7 separate regions of the Mus musculus genome follow, and all the other regions are linked to region 6. The links are chromatin contacts, called in public HiCAR-type, capture Hi-C and promoter capture Hi-C maps. All regions are on one chromosome and are shown on one strand. Each heading gives the region's core, a stretch centred on a gene start, on an enhancer-like site or on the middle of the called end of the contact. The rest is flanking DNA. Distances are from core to core; before and after follow the strand shown. Region 1 holds the start of H4c2 (H4 clustered histone 2). Region 2 holds the start of Btn2a2 (butyrophilin, subfamily 2, member A2). Region 3 holds the start of H1f4 (H1.4 linker histone, cluster member). Region 4 holds the start of H1f3 (H1.3 linker histone, cluster member). Region 5 holds the start of Vps41 (VPS41 HOPS complex subunit). Region 6 holds the start of Trim27 (tripartite motif-containing 27). Region 7 holds the start of H4c4 (H4 clustered histone 4).

Region 1 (4,049 bases), core at 595-3,094, 2.6 Mb after region 6:
ACAGCTAGTACTCTTGAAGAAAACAGTTTTGTTATGGATATTTGTATGAAAGTTCAAGGCTCTTAAAGACAACTTGGAAGTCAAGTTTTAAGATCTGCTGTTTAGATTACAAGTTTTAACAATAAAAATCATACACAGTGGCACAAACCTGCTACTTAGCTGAGGAGACTGAGGCCAGAGAATTGCAACTTCCATCTAGGGTTACATAGCAAGGATCTTTCAGGGAAAAAGGAAGAAGGGGAAGAGAAGTGGGAGGAGGAGGAAAAGAAGTGGGGGGAGGAGGAGGAGGAAGAAGGAGAAGATGGACTAGAAATAGAAAATGGAAAGAAAAAGAGCACAGAAAGACAGAAGTTAGCAGTGGGCCTTACAGTGTTGACTGGGAGAGGCAACTTCCGAGTATTCAGAGTGTCTTAGTAAAATTAAACATATGCAAAATAAGTGAATGGAAATTCATAAACTGAGCTGTAGCATGGCTGCATTGTGATTGTTAATTCACCTTGGGAAATGGACCAACAGTTCTTAAATCTTCACCCATGAAATACAAAACAAGATCTGTCACTATACTTCATTACATGCTGTAATAAAATGTAATCCTTATACACATTTGGTGATACTGATAGTGTGTTGGAAATAATAACCTGATAAGGAAATACTTCTAGGAAGAGTATTAAAATAGTGTTTATTTGGGGTTTCTATTGCTGTGATAAAACACTACTATCAAAAGCAACTCAGGCAGGAAAGGGTTTATTAGGCTTACAGTTCTGCATCACTGTTCATCACTGAAGGAGGTGAGGAATAGGAAATCAATCAGGGAAGGAACCTGGAGGCAGGAGCTGGTTGCAAAGGCCATGGAAAGGTGCTGCTTACAGACTTGCTCTATGTTGACCCTCCCCCCAGCCTGTTTTCCTGTAGAACACAGGCCCACCAGCCCAGGAACCGCACCACCTACAATGTGCAGGACCCTTCCCTCATAAGGCACTAATTAAGAAATCCTCTACTGATTTGTCTACAGATTCATTTTATGGAGGAATTTTTTCAAATGAGGTTCCTCCTGTATGATGGCTCTAGTTTGTGTCAAGTTGGAATAAAACTATCCAGCACAAATAGTAACAGGTAAAAATATTTATGTAGTACTTCTTTGAAACAATCTCTTCTAATGTAGTACCCAAGCAAACAAACTGTGGGCACCATTATCAGACAAGTTTTATAAGTATAAAGGGGGAACAGGAAAATGACCAGTTCCAATATCTCTGAATTCATTACTTTGAACGAGAGCATACACTGTGTAGGGGTGGCAAAATAGAATACAAGCATCATGCAGTTTTCCCGCTCTAATAAAAAATATAGCAATCCAAACCAGCAATGAATGGATTCCAGACAGGGAATAGCCAAGTGCATCTATATGACTAGGCAAAGGGGCTTGACCTATGTTGACAAGTAGAATTTTAATAAATTCTACTTATACCGATTCTATTTCAATTTCTATTAAAAAAATTCTCTTGTAATTTATTTTTAAAAGTATCTTTCACATTTGAATTTTTAGGTTTTAAGAAACAATAATCACATGGTCTTTTGGCACCTGTTGAATTTTTTAAAAAGATGTTTTAAACCTAAATACTTTACAGGGGTATTTGTTTTAATCCTCCAGGTACTGGTCCATAAAAATGTAACTCCTTGCTAAAATCCTTATAGAACAATATAACATATAATAAAAGCAGTATACTCAAATCTGGGGAAACCTGAGAGACTCCATGTCTGCATGTGCCCTATACAGTACTCCAGAGTCACCGCCCTGAAATGGGCTGAGCAAAAGAAGCCTTTGGTCCCCGCCCACTTGAAGTTCTCAACCAGGTCCGATAAGAGCCTATAATAACACAGCGAATTCTTAGTTCACCAGCTTCCTACTGAAAGCTTGTAAGAATTTAACTATGTCTGGTCGCGGCAAGGGAGGAAAAGGCCTGGGCAAAGGTGGCGCTAAGCGCCATCGCAAAGTGCTGCGCGACAACATCCAGGGCATCACCAAGCCCGCCATCCGCCGCCTGGCCCGGCGCGGGGGAGTGAAGCGCATCTCCGGCCTCATCTACGAGGAGACCCGCGGTGTGCTGAAGGTGTTCCTGGAGAACGTGATCCGCGACGCCGTCACCTACACGGAGCACGCCAAGCGCAAGACCGTCACCGCCATGGACGTGGTCTACGCGCTCAAGCGCCAGGGCCGCACCCTCTACGGATTCGGGGGTTAAGGGACTAAAGCGATTTTCTTAACTGTTACAAAAGGTCCTTTTCAGGACCACTCACTGAATTCCTTAAAAAGCTGTGCATTTTGCTCCCTCACCCTTCCCCCACACTGGCAGCGGCCCTCACTAATAGCTTCAGCTTTAACTCAGGCTGTGGATAGTCAGCATAGTTGAGATTCCCCACCCCCACCCCTCCAGGCTGAATTTGTGCACAAAGTACAGCCTCACCTTGTACAAATTGTTAAAAGTAGGACACTTCAAGGCTCTTTTCTCAGGATTGGTTCAAGGACGGTTAAACAGTCTTGAAAACCTGGAATTTTGGGGAAAGGTGTTAGAACCTCTAGGTTCAACGACTCATTACCACCGCCTGAAAATAACCTTGGGTAGGTGAACAAAGGTAACCATCCAGATGAGAATTTACTAAAGAAACAGGCTCATCGGGTCCTGGAGGTAAAAACAATTGAGTAAAGAGTGAAGCTTTGATACACATGATGTTTTCTTGACCAGCCCTTTCAAACAGTTCATTAAAACAAATATTGACATAAAATCTACATCGTATTAATTACTACAGGTAATGCCAGGATAATATAAAATGTAAGGATGTGTAATACAGGTTATTTTGTATATACCACTGACACCATGTACAGGGCTTCAACATTTTCATATAGTGGTATGGGTCTTTAATTCTGTTCCCATGAATTTTGACAGTCGACTAAATAGTGAAACTAAATGAGATTAATGGCATAAAACACAATGTAGTGTAACATTTGTAGCGTGAAGAAACAAACTGATTTACATCCAAAACGAAGTTTTAGCCAACACACTACACACTGACCAACAGCTGTCATCCCAGTACTCCAGAAATGGATGCAGAAGTCAGCATATGTTCTGTGCCATTCAGAGACTCAGAAATGATAGTATATGCCAGTATGTGTTATATACTCTTAGTTCTTGGACCCTTTCATCAGCCCTAGAACTGCATCTTGTTAACAATGGAACACTAAAAAAAATACACAATTGTTGTTAATAGCACAGGGTAGAACTATTCAGGCATTTGTGATTAACTCTCTTTTCTGTAGCCTCTTTGTTAAAACACTTTTCTTCCTGCTATAACGCATAGGTACTGTAAAATAGTTTATGTTCAAATATAACTCCATGGCCTGCTTGAGATGCTAGAACCAACCATCTTGCTGCAGTGTCAAAATCTATAACAGTGTCTGCTTCTTGCCACTCAACATCCCAGCAGAATTAGAATTTTGCTCAAGTAATTCTGAGTTACCATACTAGTCACAATAAATAGTGCTGCCTTAAAAAACACAGTTCTCATTTCAAATAGAATTAAGAGATGTTTTACTTGAGAGCTAAATATGAATGCTCATGGCCTAGGAACACAAATTCAGATTCTTCCAAGTACTGTAGTTTGCTTTGGGAGTGTTCCATGACATTTTACTAGTTATACTTGACTTTTTTTAATATTATTGTTTTAGATGGTTTGCCTACATGTATTTCTGTGCCTCTTTTATGATTGGTACTCAGAGACCAGCAGTGGGAACTGGGACTCCTGGGACTGCAGTTACAAGAGATTTTGAGACACCATGTGGGTGCGGGTGCGGGTGCGGGTGCTAGGAATCAAATGTAGGTCCTCTGGAAGAGCAGCCAGTGCTCTTAACCACCGAACCATCTGTTCACTCTTCTTTTATCTTTTAAATTTTACATTTAAAAAATTATTTTGTGATCTTGTGTGTGTGTTAGTGTACACATACGAAAGCATACGTGTGGGTATCAGAGGATAACTTAGGAAAATTGAGTCTCTCC
Region 2 (4,051 bases), core at 1,177-3,676, 2.3 Mb after region 6:
ACCATGGCCAGGATGGGCTCAGCTGGTCCTATGACAGTAAACTGGGCTATTTGACAAAGGGGGACAATCAGACAGGAACTATAGCTGTTTCACTTAACTCATGAGGTTTGTTTTTGTTGTTTGTTTTGATTCTGTAGTTCCCAAGAGTGAAATTTTTAGTGACAGTTTTATGTCACAATGTCATACACCACTCAAGCTATAGTCTGGACATTGTCCTGGTTAGTTTTAACTGTTAGTTCCACTTGACATAACCTAGAATTATCTCCTAAGAGAATCCAAATTGAGAAACTGCTTAAGTCACTGGCCTGTGGGCATCTTTGTGGGAGATTGTCTTAGTTGTTAATTGCAACAATGTTAAGGCCACCCACACCATTCCCTAGGCAGGGGGTCCTGACCTACTTGAGAGTCTGTTAGAAGCCAACAAGCAGTATCTTCCATGGCGTATTCTACACTTCTTTGGCAATAAAGTTAGTTCCTTGGTTGGAGGTAACGCTGTGTGGGATAGCAAGCAGTCCTGCCTTCAAATTCCTATCTTGACTTCCCGCAGTGATGGACTGTGGCTTGCATTTGTACCTAATTAAACACTTCCCTTTCCTACGTTGCTTTTTGAGAGCGTATTTATCACAGCAACAGAAATGAAAGGCCACAGGGGCTTCCTAGTAGGCTGGTAGCTGTGGTTGGTGGGCAGCATTTCTGGGAACAATCCCCCAAATATTTCAGGAACAAAACACTACCCATGCGTGTGGTGCACACCCACGATCCCGACACTGAGGAGATGGAGGCTGGAAGATCAGCTCTTCAAAGTTATCTTCAGCTTTATAGCAAGTTCAAGCCCAGCCATGAACAAAAACAAAATAGTCACCCTGAGCATAAAGTATAGATCCAATGCTCAGAGAGACTTGTTCTTCAGTACAATGCCTGAGTGTGGCACAGACCCAGGATTCCAACCACAGCCTGTGCATGCTAGGCAAGCACTCTACCGAGTGAGCCACATTCCTAGCCCCCTTGTTTTGTTTCCTGAGATAGCATCTTATTATGTACCCCTGGCAGACCTTGAATTCCTGGCAGTCTTGTCTCAGCCTCTTAAGTTTATAGGTGTGTACCTCCACACCTGGCAAGGCATTTATATTAATATTTGATTATGTGGTGTTAAACAAAATATATCATTCAAATCTACGTCATCTATTTTTAACTCCTTTGAATGTTGCCACTTGGACATTTACAGATCTCCTTTGATGCTCTAGCTATATTTCTGTAGGACAAAATTGGGATAAATCCAGTGTCCTCATTCAGAAAGATGAGCCAACACAGCTGCAGTCCCTATTCCTGTCTCTGTCTATCAGGAGAACTGTGGCCATTGCTTTCTGAAAAACTGAGAGGAGCAAGAAGCCTACAACTGTACCTGAGACCAGCACAAACAGGCTGAGGACCAAGAAGAAGAGAAGGGAGGCTATCGGGCAAGAACGCAGGGAAGTTGTAGGCTCCATAGGTCTTCAGGACAGAGTCACCTAGGTCACGTGTGGACAGAAAACCTAGAAGTACAGAGGATAAATCACCCACGGTTCTCATGTACATGACACCTTTTTGTCCCTATGCTGGTCTCATGAGCACTCAGACTTCTGCCTTAGATGGACTCTTGCCCTATGGAACTGGTTATACCTTAATAGTTGGATTCACCAAACATTCTATTAAACAAACAACATAAGCACCAGGCAGGCAGTTTTCTGTTGTCTTAGGCTCAGTTGTCTTTCCAGAGTCCAGTTTCTTCAGCTGTCATTTGATATTCCTCCCCCTCCCTCCTCCTCTTTCTTTCTTCTTGGGCTTTCCTCCTCCTCCTCCTCCCCCACTCCCTCCTCTTCCTCCTCCTTCCCTTGTTCTCTCTCTCCAGCCCCTTCCCTCTTCCTCAACCTCCGGGTCTTTCTCCTACTTCTCTACCCAGTTCTTCCTCCTCTTTCCTCCTTCCCTCGTCCCAAGCCTTCTTTCCTTCCTCCTCCCCTCCCCCCTCGCCTTCCCTGTACTCCCTCCTCCTGGTGAACCTCAGGTAAAACTAGGTAGGTGAGACTACCCCCCCCCCCCCAGGTATTCTTTCCAGAGTCAAAGATCTGGCTTTTCCCTCCCAGCAGCCTGTGTTGTGACACCCTACCCCCACCCCCTATTCCTACAGCCCCTGCTAGGACTCAGAGCGCTCCCCATCCCCTCCCCTACCTTCTAGAATTAACTGCGTTTTCTTTTCTTCTCTGACCCTCAAATGCTGATTATCTTGCCTTTTCTCTACTCTCCAACTTGTCGCTGAGCACAGTCGCCACCAGAGAACAAACTGCTACAGTAGAGAGGAAAGAATTTTCTGTTCTCCATTACTTGCAAAGTGCTGGGACTCGCGACAGCAGACCTCGGAGGACCCATTCCGCGTGCAAGTCTCACAATTTCCACTAAGCAGTTCAGAGCCCGGGATTGGCCTGCCTTAAGTCATCAGCCAATAGTATTCCTATGTCTAGCAGTCACTTGTTACTAGGTAGCATACACAGAAACAATCCTTTCTCCCTCCTGTCTTCCTTTCCCTTGTGCCCCTTTCTTCCCTTCCCTCTTATTGCTTCCCTTTCATGCGCTCCTTTCTTCCCTTCTTCTTCCCACTTGAGAGGTCCTAGAGTTGGGCTTGGTGTCCAGAGGCCTCATCCCTGTGTGTTGAAGTGTGTGTGAAGAAGGGAGTAAGGGAGCCAGATGCAATCCGGGTGTGCTGACTCACACCTTTAATCCCAGCACTCAAACTCTTGGATTAACTCTTTTGGGACAGGGTCTTACTAGCCATGGCTGATGTCAAACTCACAGGCCTGTCTCTACCTCTGCATGCTGGAATTAAAGGCATGGAATTAAAGTCACGCCTAGCTTGATTAACTCTTAAGGGAGTAGACAGTGCTAAGACTTTGTTCTTTAGTTTTAAAAAGTCTCCCATGGGCTGGAGCTATACTCAGTGGTTAAAACTACTTAGTGCTTTTCCAGAGGCCAGTTCAAGGCCAGCCTGGTCTACAGAGTGAGTTCCAGGACTGCCAGGGCTACACAGAGAAACTCTATCTCAAAATCCGAAAAAGGAAAAGGTGTTGGTGGAGAGCAAGACTCAGACTGAGCAGTAGAAATGGGTTACACTTGCTATGATCTCAGTAACGACCTCACTCCCTTCAGACCATGTATTGGTCTGCTGTCTCAATTCTGTTTCTTCTCCCTTGGAGTAGACTACCCTTGGCTGGTTTTTCAGCAGTCTGTCACGATCTATGAGGATTCTTTTGATTGTCTTCAGAGACCTAAGAGTCATCAAGAGGCAAAACTCTTTTCAGTTAGAAGCAGCCAGATCAAGTTGATGCCTATTTCCTAAATGGTTGTAAGGTATCTAGTGTGGTCACAGCAAGCTTAGAGGTCACTGAATCTCCCTGTCTCATAAACAACAGCTCTTAAAAACAGGAATTAAAACAGGACTTTGATGACTGTTTTTTAAAAAGGGCATTTGAATGGTGTCTCTGGCCCTTGTTGAACCTGACATTTTGAACTTCTAGAAGGATCATGTATGTTTGAGCAGAGGCTTTCTTTTTAAATGATCTTATTTTATGTATTTTATATGTGTGAGTATGTGCCACATGTGTGAGGTTGTCTTGGCGGGGGGGGGGGGGGGGCAGAAAAGGACATGAAATCCCCTGCAACTCAGTTGCACTCAATGCTGTGGGTGCTGGGAGTAAAACCCCCGGGCCTCTGGAAAAGCACTAAGTAGTTTTAACCACTGAGTATAGCTCCAGCCCATGGGAGACTTTTTAAAACTAAAGAACAAAGTCTTAGCACTGTCTACTCCCTTAAGAGTTAATCAAGCTAGGCGTGACTTTAATTCCATGCCTTTAATTCCAGCATGCAGAGGTAGAGACAGGCCTGTGAGTTTGACATCAGCCATGGCTAGTAAGACCCTGTCCCAAAAGAGCTAATCCAAGAATGCCTGGCTATCATCTGGACAGGAAAACCTGCCTCAGGAAAGCTGTCTGTTGAGGAGACTTTAAGAAATAGTATAAAAGCT
Region 3 (3,852 bases), core at 544-3,043, 2.4 Mb after region 6:
AGCTTCCTGGGCAATGCAGGAGAATGGCAGTCTGGATCAACTGAGATATGACGGTTACTCGCTTTTTGTAATGCGGCACGATGCAGGCAATGTGCTTTAAAATGTAATTGATGCCCATGGCCTTGGATAAGATGCTCATGTTGGGGCTCACCTGCTTCAGCACGTTGTACACTTGCTAGAAGCTCTCCTTTCAGTAGCGTTTGCGCTCCTTGTCCTTCTGTTTGTTGATGGCAGCTTCTAAGAATCCTTCTGTGGGGCAGGCTCGGACTTCGCCAGCTCAGGGATTGTGTAAAATTTAACTCCCTCCCTTGGGCACACTAAACATTTGGTAAAATACCTACTCCGTCACCAGTTAACACCACATTCATTTACATTACGCAGTATTCAAATGAGGTTAATAAGATTTCTTTCAGGATTGGGTTAGTTTTAGTGTTTCGTCACGAACAGGAACGTAAACGACACTTGAAGGTCTACTGTCTCATTGGCTGTCTTGTCACTTCGCTTTCACCAATCGGGACGTACGAATTAAACTGCACAAATCTGCTATAGCTAACCTATTTAAGCACGATCGCTATCAAACATGGGGGAACACAGAAAAAAAAGTACTCTAGTTGGGTTTGTATGCTTGATTTCAGCAGTCAGAACTGAGATGAGATGCGGGTGGGGTTGTCAGGACATCGATCCTGCTCTTTACGCACTGAATCGCTCAATGCTTAAGATTCTATCTCTAAATCATTCTGCTATCTCCCTTAAAAGTTATCGACGTGGCAGCCGGGAGTAAACTACTTCATTCCCATGGTCTCTAAGGGTCACTTGTGGGATATGAACTTACCCACCACCACCACACATACAGGAGATTATGTACAGACCTTCAGATAGCTAAGCTAGAGTTAACACCATTGCGCACACCCACATATCCCCAGCCTCCTCTGCTAAGCTCAGCCCACTAAGGTTTGTTCCCACCCTAACCACACCCCCTGTGAATGTGCAACAGCTCTTTTACTGAGAGTTGTGGGTGGCTCTGAAAAGAGCCTTTGGGTTGTTGGGCTTCTAAGCAGTTGGCCAAAGAAAATTTACTTTTTCTTGGCTGCGGTTTTCTTTGGCTTAGCTGCCTTAGGCTTGGAGGTTTTTGGTTTGGCCGCTTTAGGCTTTACCGTTTTCGCCTTGGCAGGGCTCTTGGGCGCCTTCTTAGCCTTAGTTGCCTTTGCCTTCTTCGGGCTCTTAGCTTTTTTGGCTCCTGCAGCTGCAGCTGGCTTCTTCGCTTTCTTTGGAGTCTTCTTGGTGCTCTTCTTGGCGGTGGCTGTCCCCGCAGCCTTCTTGGGCTTCTTGGCTGCGCCCGCAGGCTTCTTCGCCTTGGCCGCGCCTGCCCTTTTTGCTTTGGGCTTAGCCTCACCGGAAGCCGCCTTCTTGTTGAGTTTGAAGGAGCCGGAGGCGCCGGTGCCCTTGGTCTGCACCAGGGTACCCTTGCTCACCAGGCTCTTCAGGCCGAGCTTGATGCGGCTGTTGTTCTTCTCCACATCGTACCCCGCGGCCGCCAGCGCCTTCTTGAGCGCAGCCAGGGACACGCCGCTGCGCTCCTTGGAGGCGGCCACAGCCTTGGTGATGAGTTCGGACACCGGGGGTCCGGAGGTTTTGCGCTTCGCGCCACCTGCGGCCTTGCGGGCCTTCTTCTTGACGGGTGTCTTCTCGGCGGGGGCCGGTGCGGCGGGCGCAGCAGGCGCGGTCTCGGACATGGCGAAGCGTGTGAGGAGAGAGAACTCGAGCCGGAAGCAGAGGGACTGGCCAGGACTCGGGCCGCGGCGCTGCGCCCGCCCGTTTATATAGGGCGGAGCTGCGCCGTGATTGGTGCGCTGTCCAGCCCGCCTCGCTGGCAGCCGCGGAGTGTCCTCTCAGATGCGGAGTTGTGTTTGTTACACCTCAAAAAAAGCCAAAAATGTCAAAATTCCCTACATCGAATTGCCCGATTTTTAAAAAATAATGTTCCCCGAAGTCTCGGGCTTCATGCACATCTCAAAAAGTGAGCAAAGCATTAAGCCTTCTGCCAAAAACTTGCAATATTTCCTGCGGTGTTCAGCAAATTTCAACTCAGAGAAACAAAACTTTCTATTTTCTTCGTAAATTATAAACTGATCTTGGACTGTACAGTTTTCTGACCCATCAAAGACGATTCTCCAAGTGGTTAGCTTCTTGTGTAGCCCAAAACCTTGCCTTTGGCATTATGATTTTTATTACAAATCTGCACTTAAGTGAAGGAAGTAACACAGGCTCCTCCGAGAGTCCTGCCTATTGAGCAGAGGGCATTTGAGTTCATCAAACTGGTTTAGTTCAATGCTTAACAGATTATTTACCATTTTGAGTTAAATTCTTCTCTCATAGGCCATGAGTCTATATATCTATGGTTTTATTTCTGCCGCTTCTCCTAAGTTTTAAAATAATTTCTTAGTATAATTCTTTTCTTTCTGTTCCCATGGGTTGGGGGCGGGGCTGTTGCTTTTCTATTTCTCTGGACAAACTACTCCTTTGGGTTGAGGTACCTCAAATTCAGAGTACTGGGGTCGGGGGAGAGTACAAAACATACTTATGGTGCAGACATAAAAATGACTAATTTCCAAGAAACATATAAATGCTGTTTTCAACGTCTTTGGAAATGAAGGTGGGATTTACTTTGAGGAATTTCTCTTGGGTCTTGCATAGTTCTTCTGACATGTTTTAGGACTAAATTGTAATGTGGTATATTAAAACTAGATAACTGAGCCATTGATCAAGAGAAACACACATGAGAAATATAGCTCAGAACATCTCTACTGCCTTCGTTACAGAATCCTAGCCCCGTTACTGAACAGCTGTTCTCCATATATGGCTACTCCTTATGGAAACATGGGAATAATGTTTCGTGGATCTCCTCAGGGTAAATGAGGGGTTAAGATTTAATCTTAGAATCATATTTGAGAAGACATTCAAACAGATTCAAAGACATGCCTTGAAGGTGTTAAATGGGTTGTTTTATTTATGTAGCTGTTCAACCAAGGTAACGACTAGGAGATCAATGATAATCCAGTGTCAGTAATTATTTCTGGGATGTTTGGTTGGAATTATATTCAGAAATTACAAGACTCCCACTACAGAGACAAGATACATTGTTATATTATAAAATAGTATATTATACAATAGTATAAGATACAATGTTTACAATAGTGTAAGATACAATGTTATGTTATACAATAGTATAATGTGATGGCTTTTGTTTTGTGATACAATTGTCTCTAACATCACATTATCAATTCTACTATCCTAAACCTCCACACACAAAAGCAATGCAAACAGAGGAACTCAGCAGTTCAACACAGTGTCCATGAGGCATTTTTAAGATCTTGTGGTATTATCTTTAATGATGAATTTTATATAAAAGTGATTCATATTATCAGTATTTCTATGCTATAATGTATATTTTCACCTTCATGTATTAACAAATGCAAACTTTGGTATTCATTAAAACTCTGAGCCAGAGCAGAGAAACTGTATGGGTGTTTGATATTGAAAAGTGGGGATTTAACCCCTTTTTGTTAATAACAAAAAAAAAAAAACTTCCTGCAAATGGTAGAACACATTAGTATTTGCTCTCCAATATCTTTTTTTTGGTTTCTTGTTTCTCATTGAGTTCAAGATGGGGGCAGGGATTAAACTCCCTGAATTTCGAGACAATTCGAGTCCTCTATGCTTTCCCCTTAAACTGCTTGCTTGGCAGAGAAGGCAATGAACCTTGCCTATCATTAAATCAGGTACTTTTTTTTTTTTTAAATAATGAGATAGGAACAATATAAAAAAAACTTTATTATTTTACATTAATCTGCT
Region 4 (4,078 bases), core at 254-2,753, 2.4 Mb after region 6:
GCTGTAATCTCTCACCTGTTACTATAGTAATGGTGTGCATTTGTGTGTATGTGTGTATATTTGCTTATCTAACACAAAATTGAGAGAAGAGGACGAAGCCATAAGTTTCACTGTTCTCACACCTCTTAGGGATTTTTATCGCCTGTTTTTAATCTCTACAAAATAGTACAAGCCTTACTACAGAGAATAATCTGCTGTTTTTCAGGATGTAATTATATTTTGGAGTTAAGACCAAAACCACATTTGTGATATTAGCCTCCACAGTCATGAGTGGGAATGAGTGAAGCTTCTTATGGTTTCAAGTTTGTAGTCCCATGGTTGATCCCTTTTCCAGAAACTTTATTCTTGCTGCAGTTATCATAATGATAACTGACTATGAAATGTTTAAGTCCTTTGGTGGATACCACCTGCTAATTCTTTTGTTTGTGACAGACTATATTATATATGTAATATATGTAATGAGGTCAGCAGCTATCATGGAAATTAAAAAACAGATTTTCTTTCACATTCTGCTTGTTTTTAATAATGAAATTCAAATCATTTTAAAACTGGAAATATGCAGAAAACTGTTGTGATAAGTGTTGGCAAGGGGAAACAGCTGCATAACACAGGTCCTGAAACACGGCATATAACACAGCTGTAAACTTTGTACTCTAAACACGGAGTGAGTTGCTAAGTCAGGTTATATCTCACTGTTCTTCAGCTCCCAGTTGCTAAACTTCTGTTCCTTCTTGACCTAGGTATCTTTTTTCTGTACATGTGATAGTTGGTGTACATTTCTCTATCAAATCTGAAAAATATGTGCTTTCAGCTTTTGATCTACAATAGGGATGGCACAGACTCATCACGTCTCCAGAAAATGGCTAAATCACTAAAACAGGAAAACCGAAGGGGAATTACACACTGGTATCTCAAATATCATTAAAAAATCCAATCGATATTTTCTACAATAATCATTCCCCCGGTATGCACTGCTTTCCCATCTAGTGCCAATTCCTACAGCTTGGTGCAGATAGCCCTGGAAGCTTGTGTTGTTGCTTTCTCGAAAAACTCAAATTTCCCTATGTATTTCCGTGAAAACAAGTTATTTCATAGAGTCCTGAAATGATAAGAATGTGAGGAACCATGTCCTGAAACAAAAGTTTGCTAATGACCGCGAGAGAAGTAGTATTTTTAAGGAAAACCTTAAAGTTGTCCCAATTTTCGTCAAGTTTGAAAGAGAGTTGGGGCAATCAGAGAAGTTTCAGGGTGCCGATTTTGAACATAGGTGCACAAATTAAGGCAAGAATGTAGCCTACAGGCTCTCGGATCAGTTTCCCCCAAGTCCCTAATTATTTCGTGCCCATATTTTTTATATTTTTATACTTTTTTGAGGGGCAACAAACACAGCCACAAGGCAAAGCTGAAGATCCTTTCTCTGGCAACGCGGCGCACGGCGCACGGCGCAGGGAACCAATCACCACGCAGCTTCTCTCTATATAAACCCAGAGCCTGCAGCACTGGGAACAACCTTCTCTGACTGTTTGTGCTTACTTTTTGCTTTACTAGTAAAGCTTAGAACATGTCCGAGACCGCTCCCGCGGCGCCTGCTGCCCCTGCACCTGTGGAGAAGACACCTGTGAAGAAGAAGGCGAAGAAGACCGGCGCCGCTGCTGGGAAGCGCAAGGCGTCCGGACCCCCGGTGTCCGAGCTCATCACCAAGGCTGTGGCCGCCTCCAAGGAGCGCAGCGGCGTGTCCCTGGCTGCGCTCAAGAAGGCGCTGGCGGCCGCGGGGTACGATGTGGAGAAGAACAACAGCCGCATCAAGCTCGGGCTGAAGAGCCTGGTGAGCAAGGGTACCCTGGTGCAGACCAAGGGCACCGGCGCCTCCGGCTCCTTCAAACTCAACAAGAAGGCGGCTTCCGGTGAGGCTAAGCCCAAGGCTAAGAAGGCAGGCGCGGCCAAGGCCAAGAAGCCTGCGGGAGCAGCCAAGAAGCCTAAGAAGGCGACTGGTGCTGCCACACCCAAAAAGACGGCCAAGAAGACTCCGAAGAAGGCGAAGAAGCCTGCGGCGGCTGCCGGCGCCAAGAAAGTTTCCAAGAGTCCCAAGAAGGTGAAGGCTGCTAAGCCCAAGAAGGCAGCAAAGAGTCCAGCCAAGGCCAAGGCTCCCAAGGCTAAGGCTTCCAAGCCTAAAGCTTCTAAGCCGAAGGCCACCAAGGCAAAGAAGGCTGCCCCTCGCAAGAAGTAGAGTGGTGCGTCCTGCTTTGAAAATCTCAAACGGCTCTTTTCAGAGCCACCCACAACCTCATTCAAAAGAGCTGAGCCTTTTTCTGGTTTTCTCATGGTATGTCCGCTGACTCTGGCTATGTGTTCCGAAGCAGATCAATTCTGTGCACTTTGTTATGGGTACATTTAGGAGCATCTATAAACTCTAGTTGAGCGATAGATTGTATCATTTTCAGCTCTAGCTGGACTTCTGGCCGGCAGTTTTTTGCTTCTGTGTGTGCTCCACACACGTGTTCATATTCCAAGAGTTTGGCGGGAAGTCCTTTCTAATGTCGCCTAGGCGTGATAAGGCATTAGGGGGGTTCTCTAGGAAGCTACTCTCACAATAGTGGCTACAGGCTGGAGCCTCTGTTTTAAGTTTTCCAATCCGGCTACACAAGGTGGTTTTGAGAATTAACCAATCAAGCCGTACTTTCAGTCATGGGTGTTGCACCAATCAGAGATTGTGATATTAAGATTTACATTTACGTACTGGGACGCTGGCGTTTTTTCTCTGTCCCCGCCCCTTTGTTCACTTCAGAGCTCTGGAATTCCGTCCTAAGAATTTTTAATTGTGTTTTCCGAGAAATTGAAAGCGCTCCTATTTCCTCCAAACTTAGCCACCTTCGCAGTTTTTAGGCACTGATCACATTGCCACTATAAGTGTGGAAGCTTTTTTAATACCCTGGTGGTTAGGTTTTAGTAAGGAAATTGAACACCACTGACAGTTCTGCACATTCCTTCCTCATACATTGTTTTGAGGTTATCTGTTCTCCCTTATTTGGTCAGTAGACCAATAGTAGGCTGAGGACGTGAAAGAAAAACCATTTTGGAAGGTTTGGTTTGCAGTTTGACTTCACAAATTTGGGCAAACAAAACAAGCACATAAAAACACAAACCAACCTTAACTGTCCTTCAGGAAGCTGATCCAAATTTGGGGATGCCATTTCCATTTAATTATTGAAAGTATTAAAGTTTGTGTGTGTGTGTGTGTGTGTGTGTGTATATTATATATATATATTTGTATGTATTTATTTATTTAAAATTGGGGCCCCCTTTTCTTTTATCCTGATGATGTAAGAATTCTACAGATGTTTAATTGAGCTTCTCATAGGAAGAAATTACATATCATTTAAAAAATATTTTTATATTATGTGTTTGTGTGTGTGTGTAGGTCAGAGGACAACCTGCAACAGTCAGCTGGGGCTTCAGGTCTGGAGGCAAGCACCTGGTATAAGCCATCAACTCTATCGTCTACGTTTCAATCTAGCATTTCATTAGAGGAGAGTAGGTAAAGGATCTTGTATTCGAGCCTCAAGAGCTGTGTTCAATCCAGGGATCCATATGTTGGAAGAACACAGGCTCCTAAAAGATGGTTTTTGACCTCCACAGGCCAGTGCTTGTGTAAGTCACCCTCTGCTCACATCTAGCCCAGATAAGGTAAAGCTATACTGATAGGCACTGAATTACTGAATTTGATTTCATGTAATTTAAAAAAAATACTGTAAAGGATAGGTAAGTTCCTATTACATTTTGACGTGCCTGTGATATCAGAATTGTATGTGTAATCAGATGTTTGTAGAATACTCTGCAGTTATTGTGTCTCTGAATGAAGTTCATGTGTATGAGTGTTCCTTCTGTCTGCTGATGGAGTTGATTATCTGATGATGTTAAAGAATGCTCAATAAATACACAGGTAAAATATGATCATACTTACTACTTTTCTCATCCCCCACACTTTAAGTCCTTAAAGGTCATTATCTTAAGAATGTGCGTTTATGTGTGTTTACATTTACCACAGCCATTTTCATTGACTACACAACAAATAGGAAAT
Region 5 (4,027 bases), core at 1,483-3,982, 2.5 Mb before region 6:
GTGAAATTAGAGCTACAGCCCTGATTGATTTGAGTTCTCAGAAGACCTTTTGGTTCTCATTTTAAAATTATCATCTTATCTACTTATTTGTTTACTTACTTATTTATTTATTTATTTATTTATTTATTTATTTATTTATTTGTGTGTCTATGTGTGAACACATATTCATATGTGTCTGTTCAGGCTGACTCCTGAAGATGGTGACAGCAAGCACTCTTAACCACTGGTCCAAATCTTCATCCCTCAGAGGACTTTTTCCAGGAAGATTTTCAACTGACAGGCAGGGTTAAGAAGAATCCCAACATAAAAGAAAGGAAGGATTGAGAAGTCATCAAAATTTGAAGGTTGGGCATGGCAACTCACGCCTTTAAACAAGGCACTTGGGAGAGTAGGAGTTGTGAGTCCAAGGGCAGCTTGGTCTGTATATTGAGATCTAAGACAGCCAGGGTTGCATAGTAAGACCTGGTCTCAACAAAACCCAACAATAACAACAAAATTTGAAGTGGGTGGAGTGGATCACACACTGTTGTCCAGAACAAACCCTTGTTTGAGAATTCAGTGGTGACTTTCCCTGAATCACTGCTTTTAGGTATGACTGATTCTCATCAAAATTGAAACGACCAGTAAAACAAGGAGAAAACCATGGTAATAAACCTGCTTTTGTCTTCCTCTTTCATGTCTGTGTCAGATCAAAACAGGAGACAGCCAGTCTCACCAGATGCTGTGGATCCAGTTCACAATGAGAAAAGGAAAAATGATGGTTTGTGAAGACAATCAGAGGAACAGAAGATTTAGATGTCTTCTATTTCCCGTGGAAATTAAACTTAGGGCTTGCTCTGTGTCTGCTATGCAGGAGCTTGTTGCACAGCACTAGCTTCTGAATCAAACAATATCCATCTTCATCTGCTTGTAAACAATCATTCTTTCATAGGAGGAGGTAGGGAGAGCCACTGGACCCTTACCAGCCTCTCATCCCAATCTCTCATCACAGCCAGCCTCATGCAGCTTTGTACTGATTGTGTGTGCCTTCATAGTTTCTGTGAGAGGTTAGAGGACTTAGGCTAGGGGAAAACAAGGAAAAGAAAACCCATGTATTGTTATGGTTAAGTCTTCAGCCAGGGAGGGTAAAAACTTTCCATTGTGGTTGCTTTGGGGCCACTTGTGCTCCAGGCAGTAGCCCTTCACCCATGCTCTGTAAGCTCAATAAGCTCATTGGTTCCCCAGGGGAGCTTGATGGGTCTGAAGTTTGGTTTGTTATTGGTACCTTAGAAAGAAGGAGATAGATTGTCTAGGCACCTGCCAGTTAAAAAAAAATTCTCACAACAAGGTCTTTCAGTAGCTTGAAGTCCACCATGAGTGCTGTTTGGGCCTGAGTGGCTTAATAACATATATAAAATTCTGTTCGATCAGACATGACCTTGGACCCTTGGTTGTGGGTGTCCAAATTAGCTGCTTGGTGCGCAGACTGGAAGAGGGGCCTCAGGAAGAGCTGGAGGTTTATTAAGGCTCTTGGGAGAAGACAAGAGTCTGAAAGATGACATCGTCATGGCTTCCAGGTCATTGAAGACCATGAGTTGAGAAAGCAACATCTAGAGACTAAGGGAAATGCTGAGTACTAAGAATATGACTTCCTACTAGGCTACTGTCAGTGGGAATTACAGGGAACGAAAGGGCACTGAGGCATCTGCCACAGTCTGCCAACTGTGCTGCCCTCTGTGAGTTGCCAGCTGCTTAAGACAATAAACAGACAATGGCTATCAGTGGATAAGATGAGTGAATTCCCACAGAATAGGAAAGATAGTTTACTTTGTCCTGAAACATAGGATAGCTCAAGTTTTCTAAATGATGTTTTTCATATTACATTTACAAATTATTATCTGACATTGTATCTTGAAGATAGTCAATGTGAGTTACGAAGCAATTAAACAATAGAGATTTATAATTTTCTATATTCATATGTCAGTTGCTATTTTTTCTCTAACGGGGGACCAGATTTGATTCACAACAGCTATATGGCAGCTCTCAAATATATGTATCTGTAATTCCAGGGAATCTGATATGCTTTTCTGACATCTGAGGACACGAGGTTCCTAAGTGTGCACAGACATACATGCAGACAAAATATCTATACAATTCAATTTTAAATTAAAATGAAAGATGTCAATTTAATGTACCAAGATACTAAATCTTTGCAGGAATACACATTATTTTCTCACTTTCCACTGTAGACTTTTTTTTTTTTATATAAATAGTCACTATCACTTTAAAAAGTGAGTGGGCAGGCACAACAACATATCAGACTAAAGAACATTTGATATAGTAGTCTTAGACTTCGGAGAGGGATAGGTTCTAAACCTAGGCTTTTTAGGTAAGTTTAGTGAAATCTCCGAGTTACTATCCTTTCCCCTGTTAATGGCGGTAACAGGAGGGATCACAGGGAGGACTAAATGAGATAATTCATAATTTTACTGTAAACGGGAGCCTGAAATAGAAAATGAGATAATTCATAATTTTACTGTAAACGGGAGCCTGAAATAGAAAGAACTTAATGCTACAATAACAACAGAACGTAGACCAACAACAAAATAACAATTTAGCATTAATTATAGATATAGTGGTGTCTCTGTTGAGCAAAAATGAGAGCTGGCTAAGGAACCAGATTAGTGTGCGGGAAAAACTACATTTCCCAGTAGGCTGTGGCCCAGGGGCTGTTTTCTCCTATTTCCGGGTATGTCACATGACTCTCAGGCTGCGCTATGGCGGAAGCAGAGGAGCAGGTAAACGCTGGCAGAACTAGTTCGGGGCAGCCGGGAGCTGGAGACCCGAGCGAGGGGTTCTGGGACGCGGAGTGCCAGGAACGTGGCAGCTCTGACCGGGCGAGTTGGGGTGGCCCTTCTCCGCGCGGATAGCGCCTTGCACACCCGCTCTGTCCGAGCCGGCCTTGCCTGGGCTCAGCCCTTCTGGTTTATGTTAAATGGGATTTTTTGAAAAAGGCAAGTTAAGAGTAGACTGCTATGCAAGGCTTTAAGGATTATTCCCGTTGCTGGCAAGACGTAGATGGAAACGTCCAGCTATAGCTGAGAAGTGGCATTGAGGTGCTGAGTACAAATTATTGCCTTTTTTTCATACAGACGTTCTGATATAGGGCGAAGGACAAAATTAAATGAAACTAACAAAATAGAAGACTCAGGCTAAAACTCGGAAGAGATTCCTTAAGTATATGTATATATGTGTATGTGTGTATATGCATATACATATATGTATACACACACACACATAGAAGCATATATATGTATGTATCATCTACCATATTTCCCCCTCATATATTAAATGCCCTGCTTGCCAGTTTCTGTGATGTTCCTTAAGACATGCATGGTGATGCTCTGTTTACTGTCCTAAGAGACATTTACTAGTGGACTTTTTACTGTTCACATCTGTGCTTTATTTTGAGTGTGCCAAAAGTTACGGAATTTGACAAGGAAAAATTTGGGTTTTGTCATTACGTTAACAAGAGCCTCTTTACTATCATTTGTGCAAACTGTCTTTTGCAGTGCAGGTCCGAGGCAAAAGAGTTTTCCTTCCCAGCAGACCTTGCTTAGTTTGACTACTGCAAGGTGGCTTTTCACATTGAGCATTTTCATTTCACGTTGAAATACAGTTGTGGTTTTGTAGTAAAACAAACATCCAAGTTAAGTTTTTAGATTAGACCCAGTGTGATAGAAATATGGAGTAGCCCTTGTATTCCCACTCATGCAGAAGAGGAATTTGCCAAGGCTGTCTGATGTTAAAATGTAGAAAATCAGGCAGATAACCTGATTCACAGTTGTGCAGTGCTTTCGAGCTTAAAAAGATCCTCACACATGGCATTTGGTCCTTCTAAAAGAATTCTGTGAGGTAAATATTTATTCTGATATGGAAGTCATATACAGCCTCCATGTCCTAAATCCTCTTGTCCCAAACTGTGGTAAAACAGTGCCCATATTGTAATCACCCTAAAGGGCCTTGAGTATCCACCCCTTCCTCGGTT
Region 6 (4,107 bases), core at 713-3,212:
AGGGCATTTCTAAGCTCTCCAGACAAGGTCAGAGAAGAAGAAGCCCTGCTGACAAAGGGAGTCCACCATTTTGTACCAAGCTCAGTGGTTTTTGGTAATGTCAGATATCAACCTTAGCAGCAGGGTTTCTCTGACAACTATAGTTGATTAAAAAAAAATTCATAGCAGCAATTTCATTCATCTAACTACTGAATCATTTCCAAGTCATTTGCAAACAGATAAGGTATTGCAATAATTTAGGCCAAGGTGGAGGAACAAACACAAAAACTGCGTGGATGGGTCTGAGACGAGCACTTGCCTAGCTTAACGTCCTGGGTTCGAGCTCTAACACTGAAAACACTGGAAATGAGTAGGCAACTCAGCCATAAAGCTCATGACAAGCCTACTAAATTAGTGGAGAAAGAGAAAACAGTTATCGCTTGAGAAAGGAGGGAGCCTGTAGCAATCCTGGAAGGGGGAGCGCTTCCTTTCCCCTACTTCCTCCACCTTGCCCTACTTACCTGGCTTGTCCAGGCCATCTGCCTTGAGGTTAGGAAAGCAGAGACCGCATGAGCCCTGGATGACAAAGCTAAAATCCAGAGCCGCACTGATGACCTAAGAACACATATCTGCCACCTGCATTTTTCATAGTTCTACACCGGCTTGCAAAACTGAATTCTTCCTTCTGGAGTAAGACTGGCACTTTCAATTCCTTTCAACTTCAGTTTTGTAGCAGAGTAGACTACAGTGTAGCCTAGGACAAATATTCTACCATTTACTGGAAGTGTGCTGAGTTGTTTTGAGCCTGGAGTTTCAAAGAGCAGGTGGGGAGAATGGAGGTTTGGATGAGCGAGACTTGTTAAGTACCTCGGATTTCTTGTCCCATAGGGAAGAATCAAGCAGAATCCAGTGAAGTGATGGCCTGGATACAGAAATTCCCTGTTGCTCAAACACAAGGGCAGGCACGGAGTCAATCCCAAAGGAGAGTAGGAAAGGCCATGGCATAAGTGACAGCGCACAGAACTGAAAACCTATTCTGTGATAAGAAACCAGGCTACAAGACCTCCTCCGGTCATCACAGGACTCTCGATTGGGCAGAAACAAGCAAGTTTTAGGTTCTACTCAATGTCATTCGATGTACTGGGTGCTTCATTTAAACTAGCGGATAAAGATCTTTATGCTCAAGCTGTGGTTTGTTTGTTTGTTTGTTTGTTTGTTTAAAAAGGTGTAACTCCTTGATGGGGAAAATTCCTGAAAGCAATAGGGTATGGGAGCTCAAGGAGGGCACTGAACTAGATTGCTGGGAGTAAGAACTTATTAGAAGAGTTATTAACGTCATGGGCAGAAGGACAACACTACAGTGGACAATCAGAATTTTTGGCCCCAGCGCCGCAGGGCCCAGGCTGGAGGTGAGGGGTGGGGGTGGGGGTGGGGGTGGGGGAGTGTTCTGAGAATGAGGCCCACGTGGCAGAATCCGGGTTGTTTCTTCGAGGGTCTCATAGGAACCCACAGCCACGTAGGTTCCTCAGCAGGTGGCAGGGAAGACGAGAGAGAAGTGTGTCGCCAGGCAGCCCTTTGACACGTCGGGTCTGGCTACTCACTTGAGGAAGTGAGACACTGGGCACCTGAGGAGCCTGAGAAGAAGTTAGGGACTCACAAGCGGGCTCTCGGTGGGGTGGCTCCCTAGTAACGGTAGAGCTAGGGAGATGGGGGAGGACTTCATGGTCTGGTCAGCACTCTGGTCGGGATTCGATCGGTCCCCATTTCACACGAGAAGAAAATGAGGCTCGGAACGATAAACCGATTTACTTTAGGGTGGAGATAGAACTGGGCTTCTCCGTTTCTGCCCCTGAGAAAAGTTGCTGATGATTAAACCCTTTTCTAGCGATTGTTAACGCCTGGAGCTGGGTGTGTCACACTGGGAGGGGCCTAGCTGGTCTCCCCGCCCAGCTTTCCGGCATTTATGCAAAGCCATCTTACTTTTAAAGGAGCCGAGGCCTAGCCACTAAGAGGAAACTCAGCAGAAGACTACGGGCCCACAGACGCTTGGAGTGACCCGACGCCACTGCCAGGGGACACTCTGCTCCCACTGCACGCGACAGCCACGACCGACTCCCGGGCTGGGTGCCGGGGACCCAGGACTGTGCAGAGGAAACCCGCTTTCCCGCCCCGAGAGAGCAGAGCGGCGCGGGAAGCCAGGCCCCGCCCCCGGCCCACCTCTTCCGCTCGGCCCTGAGGAGTCTGCGCGGCCGCGGGACCCCTTCCGACGCGGCCACGTTGCCCGGTGAGCCAGCCCGCGGCGCCCGGTTCCCGACTCCCCTCGGCTCGGCTCTCAGCCGGGCTCCGGGGCCCAGGCCTCCTCCCCGTGCTGTCGGTGAGGAGCAGCTGTGCGGGGACGGGTCTGGCCGCCCGAGAGCTCCGCGCGCGTCTGCGATCCCCGCGCCGGAGGCCCCGCCCCGCTCCGGAGCCGAGAAGCGGAGCGAGCGCGCTGAGCTCCGACAGAGCTCGGCTCCGGGCTCATGCCCTGCGGCCCAGCCGGCCCGCGCCATGGCCTCCGGGAGCGTGGCCGAGTGCCTGCAGCAGGAGACCACCTGCCCCGTGTGCCTTCAGTACTTCGTGGAGCCTATGATGCTCGACTGCGGCCACAACATCTGTTGCGCGTGCCTGGCCCGCTGCTGGGGTGCCGCGGAGACTAACGTGTCGTGTCCGCAGTGCCGGGAGACCTTCCCGCAGCGCCACATGCGACCCAACCGGCACCTGGCCAACGTGACCCAGCTGGTGAAGCAGCTGCGCACCGAGCGGCCGTCGGGGCCCGGCGGCGAGATGGGCGTGTGCGAGAAGCACCGGGAGCCTCTGAAGCTGTACTGCGAGCAGGACCAGATGCCCATCTGCGTGGTGTGCGACCGCTCGCGCGAGCACCGCGGCCACAGCGTGCTGCCCCTGGAGGAGGCGGTGGAGGGCTTCAAGGTAGGGCCGGGCCGGCGGACAAAGGGGCGAGCCGGGGGCTTCCTGGTTTGATACCGAGAAAATGGCGAGCCGGACGTGGGGCCCACCGCCGTCATTTCCTCCCTGTCGGCTGCGGAGCCTCCGCACTCAGACTGGGAAGGAGAACCTGTAGCTGGCGAGGCCAGGAGCACCCCCACCCCCACCCCGAGCGCCCCTGCTAACCGCCTCTACGCGTGCCGCGACTGGGACGGCGCGAGGAGACCCTCCCTTGACAAAGGAGATGCACATGGAGCCAAGTACACTTCCATAGGCCTTGAACGCCTCGAACTCGCTCTGACCCAGGATACCAAGCCAGACAGTCACTGTTGGCTGGCTGAATTCACATCGAGCAGTGCCCATCACTTAATCTGTGTCCCCAGCACTTCCCTGTAAACCTGTTTTAGAACTGAATGGAAATGAACAGAGCTTTTTACTGCTTAAGTAAATCATTTAGCCACTCTCAGACTCGGGAGATGGCTTATTGTGAAGGGGAAGTGAACTCACAGGACCTTTGTGGAGTGTTGAATAAACACTGGCACAGCTACACAGTAGTACGAAAACGTTACATATAAAGTAGCTCTGAAGTGATAATGATCTTGAGGGCTGCAGGGATCTATACCAACAGAGTTATATATTTGTTTAAGTGTGAGTTCATCCAAATGTCAGTCACGTTTACAAAGCTGTCACCTGTATCATTTCACTCGCTGGAGATAAGTTGTAATTTAGTAATGTTTACTGATTCTTTGAGGAAAATAAATCTTTTTTTTTTTTCTGTATTCATCTGAGAAATAGCTTACCTTTTGAGCCTCCTTACCCAGATGTCTTGTAACCGCTTCTAGGAACTGGTAGGTGGCTAGAGTTTAAATAACAAATTGCTAACACACTTGCTGGCCCCTGTGCTTTGGGCTCTTCCCAGGAGTGGCATTATGGTCTGAGAAGAGAGTCCAGCGGGGCCTTGGCATCTGTAGTTTGGGTTCATGTGTGAAAAGCAGAGTATTCTGATGCTGAGATCTGCAAAATCTTGAACTGGCCGACTATTTACTTTCTTCAGGAGCAAATCCAGAACCGACTGGACCACCTAAGAAGAGTGAAAGACTTGAAGAAGAGACGGCGGGCACAGGGGGAGCAGGCCCGAGCTGAGCT
Region 7 (4,136 bases), core at 807-3,306, 2.4 Mb after region 6:
GTGGCTTCCTTCCTTGAATGTATACTCCTTAAAAAACTATTCTGACTTTTAATGCAACTGTGTATCTCTGTTCAACTTTTTGTTCTTGGACAGAAAAATGTGGGATCTTTGGGAAATCTACTTGTATTGACCTAGGTAGATAATTCATGTCAGGTATGATAATTCTGCTCATGAGAAAATGAAGGATTATGAAAATTCCTATAATCTTTCATGTTTGGGAGATTTACCAATACAGAAGAAAGAACAACACGTTTCAATGATAGGAGTAGACATTAAAAGATCCATATACTCATAAGGCATATGGATGTGACAATTAAATTAGGATGGCACCCTCATACCTTGCAAAGCAGAGTGGAAGGAGGGTTCAGTAAGGACTGTGCCTCCAGTGCTCTCGGGTCTAGTTTGAAAGATTTCAAAGCTGATTTAAGAGGAATATCTAGTTTTACACAGAGGTTATTGGCCCATGACCTTAAAAACATATCCCCATTATTAAAGACACAGACTTGATTTAATCTCTGTAAGGTTTCACATCTACCCCTAAGAGGACTAAAATTATGTTTGCTATTTATTTCTCTATAAAAAACCTGTAAGAATAATTGAAAGACAAAAATAGTCATTTCCAAACTCTTGGACATCTCTAATAGATCATTTTAAGGAACACAATTTCATTTCTACAAGCATGGAGTCCACTCCTCCCCCATCCCCATCCACCAACAAAAGCTTATATAGCTCAGCCTATCCTCAAACTCACTATGTTCCTGAGAATTATCTATACCTGACCTTCCTGCTTCAACCATCCTATGCAGTGCTGGAATTACAACAGTGCATTGCCACCAGCCCATTGTAGTCCCCAAGATCAAACCCAGGGTTTTTATATGCATCAAGCACTTCACCCAGTAAATATTCACATGCAGTTTTAATGTTTCTCTATGAATCTCCAGAAACTCAGAGTCTTTGAATTCTGTGGCGCTCTTCTTGAAGAGTGATTCTAAAACATTGCTTTGGGTCATCCACTCATTCACAGAGCAGAAGAAACTGTTCTTTTCCTTTCTAGAAGAGTAATGCAGATGTGGAAAACAATACAGCATGAGTATTTACTGTATTAGCATTTTATGGAAGTATTTGGTTAGATATTAGTGTGTGACTCTTCATTAGTACATGAAACCACCAAATCCTTTGACTAAGAACTGTCAGTGTGAGGTGGGGGTGCATGCATGATATTTTGAGGTACATATAACTATGATGTGCTAAGGATAATAGATTTTCTGTGCAATGTTTATTAACTAAAAAACATACATGCAAGAAATCCTGAGATTCAGTGAAAGCATAGTAAACATAAAGAGCAGCCCCTTTCCCCCATCCCTGTTCCCAGAGCTCCTGATGTCTATGTGTAATTCAAGCAGAAGGCCCACACCTTTGGGATGCATATCCTTTACATCTTCTAATCTTTCAGCGCTACAGTCCTGTAACATTTTGAGGTTTTACTTCCCCCTGGTCAGCCTGAATGCTAAAAAAAAAAAGTTCAGATTCTTAGGCATACGTACCTAAGTCAATAAAAAGTCTCAGAACAGGAAATAGTAAGTGTTCTTAAAATTGTACTTAAAACCTTGGATTCAGTGGTCCTAAACCTTCCTGATGCTGGGACCCTTTACTACAGCACCTCATGTTGTGGTTACCCTCACCCATAAAGTTATTTCACTGCTGCTTAACTGTAATTTTGATACTGTTATGAATTGTAATGTAAATATCTGAAATAATACGGGGGGTGTCCCGATTTATAGGTTCACGAGACTAATAACATTACTTTCTATTTGGTCTGATAAAAGACAAATTTCTTTTTTCACAATACATAAATTGTCACTCTTGAGGGCAATGTGTTGAATTTTCAACTGCTGGCTCTGCTCTTGTCTTAGGACCCGCCTTGTCTCCTCAGCCTTTTCATAGGATAAACGCCAGAAGGGCGGGAATTGACCATGGTTCACGCCCCCTTCCCTTCAGGTTTTCAAACAGGTCCGCATTGGTATTATAAAAGCCAGGAAGGCCGCTTGTTACAGTCACTGGCTAGTGAGCTTCCTTCCTAGTTTGCTAACATGTCTGGACGCGGGAAAGGCGGCAAGGGTCTTGGTAAGGGTGGTGCTAAGCGCCACCGCAAAGTTCTGCGCGACAACATCCAGGGCATCACCAAGCCCGCCATCCGCCGCCTGGCCCGGCGCGGAGGAGTGAAGCGCATCTCCGGCCTCATCTACGAGGAGACCCGTGGTGTGCTGAAGGTGTTCCTGGAGAACGTGATCCGCGACGCCGTCACCTACACGGAGCACGCCAAGCGCAAGACCGTCACCGCCATGGACGTTGTCTACGCGCTCAAGCGCCAGGGTCGCACCCTCTACGGATTCGGCGGCTAAACGTACTCATTTATTTTTCTTCACCCAAAAACCAAAGGCCCTTTTCAGGGCCACTACCTTCTCACTTAAAGGAGCTGCTCTTAGGTGGTTTTCTGGAATGGGGTGGGTGCTGGGACTGGCTCGATACATAGTATCTGTTTAGGCAGGTCCACCTGTCTATCTTCAGTATTGATAGCCTAAAAGCAGGCCTGTTGTCTCATTCTTTAATGCTGACATTCTCAGGAGAGGGCTGAGGGTCAGTCAAGATCCTTTTTTCCAAGTCCCTTAAGGTATAGATGCTATCCTGTCTCAAAACCAAACCCTCTAATCAATCCAGGCCTTGGAAACCTAGGAACACTGAATTATGTTCAAGTTTTCTAACCTGGAGCTTTCTACAATTTCTTCCCCTCCCTCCTTTCATTCTTTCCATGTATTCTGTGTAATAGCCCTGGCCTGGAACTTACTCTATACACCAGGCTCACAGATATCTTCCTACCTCTGCCTCCCACGTACTGGGATTAAAATCGTGGTCCACCACACCCAGCTTTCTCTAACTTCCTAATCTGTAAAATAAGCACCAGAGATTGACGTGTAAATCTTCTATCTATTCCTCAAGGAAAACTTCATATGGTCCAGGACTTCATTAACTTTCGTCAGCATTATCAGTTGTTCCCAAAGAGTCACCAGAGAAGAAACATCAGTGTCTGCTAAGAACTTAAAAAATTTTTTTTATTTGTGTTTATATATTTCTTACCTTTATATACACTTTAGGGACTAAACTCAGGCCACCAGGCACACGGAGCACATGCTTTAGCTGTCCCTCCAGCCCTTCCCTCCAAGAATTAAAAAAAAAAAAAAAAAAGACCCAGACCTTGTAGTCAATAAAAACTTGGGTAAATATCTTCAGTATTTAGCTTCAGACCCTGGGACAAGTTAACATATTTTACATATCAAAGCGGACCTGGTCTCCAGGTTCTCCCAGCTTCCCACAGTCCCTATCTGGCACACCCTGCCCCCAACCCTGAAATTTCTAGCCCAGGGGATGGGCTGCCCTTCCCCCAGAGGCTCTTCCTTATGTAATTCAGACATTTTGGTCTTTCTGCTTTTTCTTTCCTCCCACATTTCCCCTTCTCTTCTCTCCTGGTGTATACCCCTTCTCTCTTTCTTTCCTCCAACCTCTGCCCATGGTGACTTCCCTGGCCTTGGGGCCAGTGAATTCTTCTGAGAGCAGCTTCCCAATAAACCTGCCTTTAATATAATCCAATCTGGCTTGAATCAGCTTATTTAGCTGGAGGAGAAGTAACTTACCAATCGATATGTCCTTCAACAAGCTCAACAGTCAATACTCACATCCACTTTTCTTTTGTTTTTCTATCTATTTTAAAGTAGAATCTTCTCTGTAGGCTGGCCAAGCCTCAATAGGAAGCTTAGGTAGAGAAAATTTGCACACAACAGAAACTGGAGGTGTCATGGGGAATTTCAACCAGTGGGAAAAGATTGAAAAACAAAACAATAACCAGAGAGGAACTGTATGAGGGTGGGCTTTTTGTTTTGTTTTGTTTTTCAGACAGGGTTTCTCTTTGTAGCCCTGGCTGTCCTGGCAGGCTGTCCTGGAACTCAGAAATCTGTCTGCCTCTGCCTGCTAAGTGCTGAGATTAAAGGTGTGTGCCACCACTGCCTGGCATGAGGTTGGGCTTTATGGAGAGGTAGTGAGTACTACTGTACTGCAATTCTGGTTTGAAGATCAGTGGGGAT

The links. Promoter capture Hi-C pulls out the DNA fragments that hold promoters and counts their contacts. HiCAR-type assays count read pairs that join an accessible place to other places. Capture Hi-C pulls out chosen DNA fragments and counts their contacts.
Region 1: a capture Hi-C map of macrophages shows a contact between it and region 6, with 7 times the contacts expected there. The contact joins the promoter of H4c2 here to the promoter of Trim27 in region 6. A contact is called at or near these places in 11 of 39 promoter capture datasets (the 3T3-L1 cell line, the SN4741 cell line, cranial neural crest and 7 more), 36 of 484 Hi-C or Micro-C datasets (B cells, CD4 T cells, CD4 single positive thymocytes and 17 more), 7 of 115 datasets of contacts at active chromatin or transcription factors (astrocytes, cardiomyocytes, forebrain and 4 more) and 4 of 9 other capture datasets (adipose tissue, liver, macrophages and 1 more).
Region 2: a contact with region 6 is called in a promoter capture Hi-C map of hematopoietic stem and progenitor cells, with 8 times the contacts expected there. The contact joins the promoter of Btn2a2 here to the promoter of Trim27 in region 6. A contact is called at or near these places in 14 of 39 promoter capture datasets (the C10 cell line, cranial neural crest, embryonic stem cells and 8 more), 1 of 115 datasets of contacts at active chromatin or transcription factors (embryonic stem cells) and 2 of 9 other capture datasets (liver and macrophages).
Region 3: a promoter capture Hi-C map of liver shows a contact between it and region 6, with 12 times the contacts expected there. The contact joins the promoter of H1f4 here to the promoter of Trim27 in region 6. A contact is called at or near these places in 1 of 39 promoter capture datasets (erythroid cells), 1 of 484 Hi-C or Micro-C datasets (CD4 T cells), 2 of 115 datasets of contacts at active chromatin or transcription factors (astrocytes and fetal liver) and 2 of 9 other capture datasets (liver and macrophages).
Region 4: a contact with region 6 is called in a promoter capture Hi-C map of neutrophils, with 7 times the contacts expected there. The contact joins the promoter of H1f3 here to the promoter of Trim27 in region 6. A contact is called at or near these places in 16 of 39 promoter capture datasets (the 3T3-L1 cell line, 3T3-L1-derived adipocytes, the HPC-7 cell line and 11 more), 1 of 484 Hi-C or Micro-C datasets (B cells), 6 of 115 datasets of contacts at active chromatin or transcription factors (embryonic forebrain, embryonic midbrain, embryonic stem cells and 3 more) and 2 of 9 other capture datasets (adipose tissue and macrophages).
Region 5: a contact with region 6 is called in a HiCAR-type map of astrocytes, with 4 times the contacts expected there. The contact joins the promoter of Vps41 here to the promoter of Trim27 in region 6. A contact is called at or near these places in 2 of 39 promoter capture datasets (liver and pre-B cells), 1 of 115 datasets of contacts at active chromatin or transcription factors (astrocytes) and 1 of 9 other capture datasets (adipose tissue).
Region 7: a promoter capture Hi-C map of liver shows a contact between it and region 6, with 7 times the contacts expected there. The contact joins the promoter of H4c4 here to the promoter of Trim27 in region 6. A contact is called at or near these places in 10 of 39 promoter capture datasets (the 3T3-L1 cell line, the HPC-7 cell line, the SN4741 cell line and 6 more), 1 of 15 datasets of contacts at CTCF or cohesin (thymocytes), 4 of 484 Hi-C or Micro-C datasets (CD4 T cells, CD8 T cells, pre-B cells and 1 more), 8 of 115 datasets of contacts at active chromatin or transcription factors (double positive thymocytes, embryonic hindbrain, forebrain and 5 more) and 4 of 9 other capture datasets (adipose tissue, liver, macrophages and 1 more).

Annotation. Positions count from the first base shown.
Region 1 is chr13:23,755,093-23,759,141 of GRCm38.p6, forward strand. It overlaps H4c2 (H4 clustered histone 2), which reads left to right and starts at 1,845. Exons shown (of 1, transcript NM_178193.2): 1 at 1,845-2,294. The coding sequence starts at 1,929. The coding sequence ends at 2,240.
Region 2 is chr13:23,486,431-23,490,481 of GRCm38.p6, forward strand. It overlaps Btn2a2 (butyrophilin, subfamily 2, member A2), which reads right to left and starts at 2,427. Exons shown (of 8, transcript NM_175938.3): 1 at 2,206-2,427; 2 at 1,403-1,532; 3 at 1-46. The coding sequence starts at 1,487.
Region 3 is chr13:23,620,765-23,624,616 of GRCm38.p6, forward strand. It overlaps H1f4 (H1.4 linker histone, cluster member), which reads right to left and starts at 1,794. Exons shown (of 1, transcript NM_015787.4): 1 at 1,013-1,794. The coding sequence starts at 1,733. The coding sequence ends at 1,074. It overlaps H2bc6 (H2B clustered histone 6), which reads right to left and starts at 330. Exons shown (of 2, transcript NM_001177653.1): 1 at 152-330.
Region 4 is chr13:23,553,529-23,557,606 of GRCm38.p6, forward strand. H1f3 (H1.3 linker histone, cluster member) reads left to right here and starts at 1,504. Exons shown (of 1, transcript NM_145713.4): 1 at 1,504-2,279. The coding sequence starts at 1,562. The coding sequence ends at 2,227.
Region 5 is chr13:18,714,560-18,718,586 of GRCm38.p6, forward strand. Vps41 (VPS41 HOPS complex subunit) reads left to right here and starts at 2,733. Exons shown (of 29, transcript NM_172120.4): 1 at 2,733-2,777. The coding sequence starts at 2,757.
Region 6 is chr13:21,177,969-21,182,075 of GRCm38.p6, forward strand. Trim27 (tripartite motif-containing 27) reads left to right here and starts at 1,963. Exons shown (of 8, transcript NM_009054.3): 1 at 1,963-2,946; 2 at 4,016-4,107. The coding sequence starts at 2,527.
Region 7 is chr13:23,579,512-23,583,647 of GRCm38.p6, forward strand. H4c4 (H4 clustered histone 4) reads left to right here and starts at 2,057. Exons shown (of 1, transcript NM_175654.3): 1 at 2,057-2,458. The coding sequence starts at 2,091. The coding sequence ends at 2,402.